Linked DNA regions of Anas platyrhynchos: region 2 is linked to region 1. The links are chromatin contacts, called in public Hi-C maps. All regions are on one chromosome and are shown on one strand. Each heading gives the region's core, a stretch centred on a gene start, on an enhancer-like site or on the middle of the called end of the contact. The rest is flanking DNA. Distances are from core to core; before and after follow the strand shown.

The links. Hi-C and Micro-C count contacts between places; a contact is called where the count stands out from the background.
Region 2: a contact with region 1 is called in a Hi-C map of F1 follicle, with 3 times the contacts expected there. The contact joins two enhancer-like sites. A contact is called at or near these places in 4 of 8 Hi-C or Micro-C datasets (F1 follicle, skeletal muscle and subcutaneous adipose tissue).

Annotation. Positions count from the first base shown.
Region 1 is chr8:28,217,587-28,221,202 of IASCAAS_PekinDuck_T2T, reverse strand. It overlaps CFAP57 (cilia and flagella associated protein 57), which reads right to left. Exons shown (of 22, transcript XM_072041705.1): 21 at 1,990-2,116; 22 at 674-1,715. The coding sequence ends at 1,504. Among named protein-coding and RNA genes, the nearest start is that of TMEM125, 3.2 kb to the left of the region's middle. Within about 2 kb of position 1,507, at least 3 of the 8 cell types and tissues checked have an H3K27ac peak or open chromatin away from gene starts, as enhancers often do. A contact at or near this core is called in F1 follicle, where this site is marked.
Region 2 is chr8:28,310,417-28,314,008 of IASCAAS_PekinDuck_T2T, reverse strand. SZT2 (SZT2 subunit of KICSTOR complex) reads right to left here. Exons shown (of 72, transcript XM_072041466.1): 10 at 2,000-2,231; 11 at 1,251-1,380; 12 at 1-31. Among named protein-coding and RNA genes, the nearest start is that of MED8, 13 kb to the right of the region's middle. Within about 2 kb of position 2,323, at least 2 of the 8 cell types and tissues checked have an H3K27ac peak or open chromatin away from gene starts, as enhancers often do. A contact at or near this core is called in F1 follicle, where this site is marked.

The sequences.
Region 1 (3,616 bases), core at 258-2,757:
GAGTCTAGCAAATTATATGGGTGTGTTCTGAAAATTTAAGAGGGAACTAGTTTCTAAAATATTTGCTAATTACATTAATTACATCCTCTTTCTGTACAGGAAGTATCAAGATGATTATATTGGGGGGGGAGGGAGGAAGAAAGGGTATTAAGCTAGCATGTTAAGAGACCAATTCCATCATAACTTCTTCCTTCTGTTCCCGTAAAACTTACACTTCACACAGGTTAAAGCTACAAAATGAAAGAAGTAAGACTAAGGAAGCTTTATTCAACATTCAAGGACAAGGCACTCAGCTGAAGTCTCCTAGGTCATAGGTGGTCATGGAACCATCTGTTTTACCATGGAGTTAGCCTGGAATTGTCTAGCATCCCAAATATTAACACAGGTTACATGTTATCCAGCCTTGGCACCTTGATCTTCAGTGTAATAATACTAGTAGCATTTAGAAAGCTCTTGTCACTTCTCTATACTTCAGGATAAAAAACAGAAACAATAATGTAGTGGCTGTTATAACATGATATAGCTCCCATGCTCAATCAGTAGCTAAAAATTTCTGAAGCATGCACAGAATTCTTCAGTGAGGCAGGCATGTATCCATGTGCTGACAACAAAGGATGAAAAATTTACTTTTTCCCTAATGATTAGAGAAATGACTCCTTGTTTATTTTCTATGTATCAGTATTTTCAAAAGTGTTTTATTAAGAATAATTTCACTGAAAAAAAAAAGAACTAAAGCAGTTACAGATGTTGGAAAATAGACAAAACAAAGGTGAAATTATCTAAGTTATAGGTGAGGTATGACATAAGATTTGGTCTTTATGGGAGATTTTGGAGTCTGAAACTGGGCAATGTTTTTGTCCTGATGAAATGATTTTAACAGAGGAGACAACACATCCAAAGACATGAGGCAGAGGCTTAAAGAAGGGCTCCAGTTCAAGTGTGCTCGACCACTAGGTAAAGGTTGCCTTTACGGTGTGACTGATTTTTAGTCAGGGACCGGACGCTTCCTTGGAATAAGAGACATTATTCCTGTCTAAATACAGGCAGCCCTTTGTATGGATATACAAAATACTGGAAAACAGAAGGTTGGTGGTGATTTTTGTAGCACAATACAATTAGAATTCTAGTAGAAATGTTTACAGAGTTACCAGCAGTCCTGAACTAGGACATATTTTTCAAGACACATGAGGACACATATCTTTCAAGTGTATACCTGCCCAATTATGAAGGCACAAAGATCAATTTTGCACTAACACAAATATATTTATTTTTTATCTTGACTCCTTGGCAGAAAGACTTCAGAACATGCGTGCTTAAATGAGAGGAAAGGACAGTTTACAGGAAAGGAGGAGGGGAGTAAGACTGATGCCTTGTGTCCTCAGCAATGTGTGCTGCACAAATGCTTCTAGTGGAAGAGTATATGGTCACGGAAGTCTAATCTATGCTGTTGTATTTCTTATGTTGCCAGGAGAATATAATAACATAAAGTGTCCTTGAGCCAGGTCACTGTTGCTGTGTCTTGTGGCTTCTTTCCAGATTCAGCTTAGGAAACATTCCATCCAACAGAGGCTGACCTGCAAGGCTTTGCCCCTTCTCCTTGATTTGGTCTCGTAGGTATTGAATTTCCAGCTGCTGCATTTCTATGATTTTCTCATTTTCCTTCTGTGCATTCAACCTCAGCACAGCTGGGCTGGACAGCAGTTCACTGGAGGGAGCTAAAAGATAAAAACAGAGAACAAAGAGCATAGAAACAAAGGCCTAGCTTACAGTTCTTTGGAACAAGGAAGGAATAAGCATCTTTCAGAACTGAAGGAGTAAAGCCAAATAGTAAGATTTTGCAGTATTCACCAGAATGTTACAATATAACAGGTGCCATCAGGCAAGACAAGCTGCTTCAATACAAGGGCAGTAACAGAATTGCTCACTAGGGACAAAGAGGGCTTCTGGAATGAGCCCTGACAATATGGAAACACAAGAAGCACTATTCACCTGGGTCTTGAATTGCTTGCTTCTTCTTGGTTAACCTTAGTGTTGACTGGAGGTCATGTACCTGGGTATAGGCCGCCTTCAGTTCTTGCCGCAAGTCATTAATTTCCTTAATCAGACTTACATTTTCCTGCAAAAACAATGTGCTTTATAAAGAAAAGTACAGGACTATCTCGATAGCTCAGCAATATGTATCCTCATTTCCTTCGGAAGGACACTGGAGAGCGTAGGATCAGAATAAGAAGCAGAACATACTATATGCTTGTGGAACTAGAGCAGTCAGAACTTTATGCATTTCAGATAAAAGCAACAGTACATCTGATACAAAACATGACTATTCTAATCACATTACCTCAATAAGCTAATTTTTGTTTTGCTTTTCTGACTGCAGCTTCACTTTAAGACATCATCTTCTCTGACAATTCAACAGGGAAGCTCAGGTGCTGTTCTGGGATTGATCCAATTAATCCAGAATTAATGTGAAGAAATCCCATTCCTCCCTCCAGGGTGAATTATTTTGCTTTTCACTTGCCACCATGTGCCTGTTCACTTAAATGATCCGTATCTCCTTGTAGTTCTTCAAAGACTTTTTCATTAGTTATGACTGACATCACTTTGCAACACCCCTTCCACATTATTAAGAAATATATAAAGCGGATGTAGACTTGAGACACCTACTGTTAACATTATGTTATGAGGAAAAGTTGGCCATGTATTCAACTTTTGTTCTTTTTTTAATCAGTTTTCAACCTGTAAAAGTTCAGCTCTAATTTTTTAACAGCATACCACAAAGAATCTTGCTGAAGGTGTTGTGATAGTACACATGAATGCAATATGGTTCTCCTGTACTCACTGTATTAACAGGTTTAAAGGCCTCAGGATTAACAATATGGGCTAATACTAGTGAAGGATGATAAAATTGTTGCTCATGACTCATAAACAGGAGAATCACTAGCTAAATATTTATTTTCTAATTCAAGAGGAGTGAAATTGTATATGTGCTTCTGTTCATTTGACAGTGAAATCACATCAACAGCTAGTATGAAAAGCATTAGTGATTTCAGTTATCTGTAATGGTTTTTCAGAAGTTTTGGAAAACAGCACCATTTCAGCTCCTGGAACTTCACTATAAACAGCAATATTTGTGAAAGATAGGTGGCCAAAAGGTACACTTTTAATAACAGTCTCAATACAACAGGAAACACAGCTAAACAGCAGGTGATACAAACAAGGATTACTGATATTTCAATATTGAAAAGATATTTTCAAATCTTGAATCTTTTTGATTAGATGGTAATTTTAGTTGATAAAGAAAACTATGTTGCCATGAGAGATATATGGAAAGCATGTGATTTGGTTCCTTATGATATATTAGACATATTAGTATCACACAAGAGTCAGTGCAGTAGAAACAGACAACTCAGGACTGGTTAGTAACAAAGTACCACAGTTTGCTGTATGCAGATGCATTCAAGGAGTTCAAGCTGGCAGCAATAACTCAAGGTGCATGTATCTGGCAAGATTCTTAACAGCTCAAATGAACACATGTATACCAACTATGCTATAGTTTCCCTTCATCTGAAAATCAATGATGCAGAGGCAGATTGTGGAGCATGTTAAGGTTTGAAGT
Region 2 (3,592 bases), core at 1,074-3,573, 92 kb before region 1:
AGTCAGACCCGCTGTGCTGCAGGGACAGCACCTGAGAAAAATGATAGGATGGACAGGTAAGAGGCAATGCTCAGCAAGAGCCTGTCTGGTTCCACCCAGAGAGCACAGGGATTTCTCGTGACCAGCTGTGTCAGTCTAGAAGGCTAGCCACATCCCTGGCTTTCAAGAACTGCCTCACAGAAAATAACTAAACGTGTTCACACTGAAACAGTACAACACAAGTAAAAATAAATTAGGCTTCTGAAATGTCAAGTTAATTAGGAATTTAGCTACTTAGCAGCAAGTAATTCAACTACGGAAGAGGTTGCATATGTAATGGTGCCTTTTCTGATAGCAGGATATTTGGCTTGTGTCAGCAGAACAGTTAAACACTGAGAAAACCCACCTGAGAGAGCGCATGCAAATAGTGTACCAGCAATAGGTGGCACTTGGCAACTCTAGCATGCTTGTATGGTAACACTGTAGTTCCACCAACTACAGCAACACTGCTGACACAGGAATAAAGTGGTTAGCCATAAGATGGGATGCTCCAGACACACCGCGGGATGTATATTCATACAGAGAGTAAATTTATTACATAAAGCTTAAGGAGTAAAGGGATTGAGCAATGAAATTTAAATGAAAGCTCTCCTAACTTTGCCATCTGCTAGTCATCATCTTCCGCCAAAGCCAAGGACACTACTAGCAAGGATCAGGTAGCATGTTAGCACTTTTGCTCTGTGAACTTCACAGTGGAAACTTAGCTCATAATGTTTTGTTTCTGCTGTGCTGGTGACAAATACGTCTTTCACCCTTCACAAGTGCTCAGAGCAATGAGCCTATTTAAATAAAAGCTATTTAGCAAAACCTATCTTCACCTCGTGATATATCACCAGGGTACAAGGCTGCCAGCAGCAACTCTATGCATATCATTGAAAAAAACACGGCAGTAGCGTCACCTTGCCCATCAGTCTCACACATCACTGCAAGAGAAGGCCTTGCAGCACGCTTAGGAGACTTGCTGTGAGGCTTAGAGGTGTACCTGCAACTATAAGGACAGAGTGATGTCGCAGAGGGGAAATATCATGGGATGGGACATTCACAGGTACTGAATTGTACTTGAACTGTTACTGACTGGGACAAAGAGCAAGAGATGAAGACTGAGTTACAGAATTTTGTTGCTTGTTGGGACTCAGCATGCCCGGGTGCAGTACAGAACAGGCAGGAGGAACAACCTGCCCTACACTAAACAGCACAGAGAGGGGACGTACCGGAGTGGTGGAGCCTGGGGGGATGTAGAAGAGAGGCACCCCATTCTTGGTGCTCTCAGGAATGGTGAAGTGTTCTGGGACTGTGTCAAAAGACTGCAGATGAACCAACATCTGATCTGTCTGGTTGATGCTGAAAGAGAAGAGGCAGTTAGCCACACAAACCCATGTTCTCCCCTTCAATGCCTCCGTCAGCCAGTGGCTGTACGTGCAACACTCCCTGTGTCTTGGGAGCCTGTCTGCCCCAGCTCAAAAGACAAATGATCAAAGTTAGGAAAGAAATGCTAAGGAAGAAATCTGCAGAGCAGCAGGGAGCAATGGTCACCCTGGCCAGGAAATTATTATAACCCTCAGGCCTAGTAGACACAAGGGATTTTCCTAGTGTCACGGTGCAGCACAGCTACTGCATATAAACCTACTGCAGCACAAGCCTTCAGAGCAAGGCAGAGCTGTAGGAACACACCACCTCCATGGGATGGCAGTCAGACTTAAGGTTCACATCACAGCATCAGGACTCAGAAGAAGCAGTACATTAGCCATGAAGCAACATTATGGACTAGGTCACAGGCCAGTTTGAACATTTTCTTTGGCCGGAAGGCAAGCTTATTGCCAGTGGTGCCTATGCCTAGGAAGCACATTCCTTTGGGACCCTGGGTTGGAAAGGCCACCTGAATAACCCATGCCCCAGCATGCCAAGGAGGGGATTTTTTGGTTACAAGGGAGCCAGAACTGCTAGGGATGGTGCAGCTCACCTCTGCAAGGTGTTCCAGAAGCGCCGGATGACTGTCGTGCGGTACAGACTGGTGATGGGTTTCCTCATGGTGCAGCTGATGTCGTGCAAGATGTCGTAGCTCCCCTCCATCGTCACCTCTACCCACGTGCTGCGCTTTGATGGGTCCAGCGGCCAGGGTGTCACAGCTAAGTACTCTATCCTCATGTTGTGCTTCCAAAGCAGCACGAGTTTCACCTCCAGCTGAGACCCACCTGCGTGAGAGCACAGGAATAGTTATGAGTGCTTGTTCTGCAAACAGCTGAGCTTTATCTCTGACCATGGGCTCCCAAGGACACAGAGATTGTTTATTGACCATGAGGAAGGCAAAGTCATCTGAAAACTGGCTGCTCTAACCAAAGTCATTCTCTCTCCTCTCCAACAGAGGGAGGCTTTGCTTGCTCAACAGCATTTGGTGAACAGTCTTTTACATGTACACATACACATACTATCTAAACTACAGAAGGCAACCGAAACTTGGGGGAGGTGCTGACATTTGCAATGGGCTGTCTTTACAGTCTCAGCTTTGTTTCCATGAAAACTTTTGCTTTGCACAGATGAGCAAGGCCTTTAAACCTTAACTCTGCGGACTGCACCTAAATCTATCCCACCGCAGAAACATGGATGTTTGGACATGATTGGACCTGATCAAAAAGGAAGGTCCTTGCCATGGAAGGTGAGGGCCAATTCTTGATTTAAACTGCACATTCTTCCTGCACAGAGAGTATTTCATGCGATCTTCAAGAATCTTCAAGTATCAAGAGCTTCTCACCATGCTTACCTTCTCTGCTGATCCCAAAGTGAATAAGTTAAGACTTAATATTCACCCACTCTTCACACTGCAGTTTTATCTGTCTTTCAGACAGCCATTGCATCTCTAGCACAATTAACGCAAACACCCGACAGCAAGCCTCACTGAGCCAGAAGAGCAGAAAATGTCCCAGTCATGCTGACTGTGCACATGTATTTGGTACCAAAACAACCCAGGGAACACATGATTTTCTACAGCAGCACCACGCTGCTGTTTCAACTGCTCGATCATCTGTTCTGATGTCCAGCCTGCTCTCCAGTTTGCCAGACCTGCAGAATTTGTGAGGTGAGCGATTAGATGTGCTAGAAACCATCCGAACAGGGCATCAGCCTAGATCTTGTTTCCTGCAGATTTGCATTTGCTGCTGTCACAGATACATCACGCCACCTCCTTCATGGGCTGATTACACGACACTTTAAAGCTATCTCGCTTTTTATTCCCCTGGTCCCTACTAGAAGGCTGCCTTAGAGCACCCACCAAAATTTAGAAGCAGCCTTTCAGAATACATGCCCAATTCATGCTTAGCTGCTGTTTTGCTGAAATTCTTTATATTCTGAGAAGTTTCGTTACCAGAAAATCGGTAAGAAACATGTACTGGGGGAGAAATCCTCATCCAGTTTCGGCTCTTAGTGTGTAGGTTAAACTAAACCATAGCCAGCAGCCTATGACGAACTATCCACAAACAAGTATTTATGAATGGATGTATAAGCAAGAATTTATAAATGGATGTCTTCCCATTTCATGCTGCTAAAGTGCATCTTATTC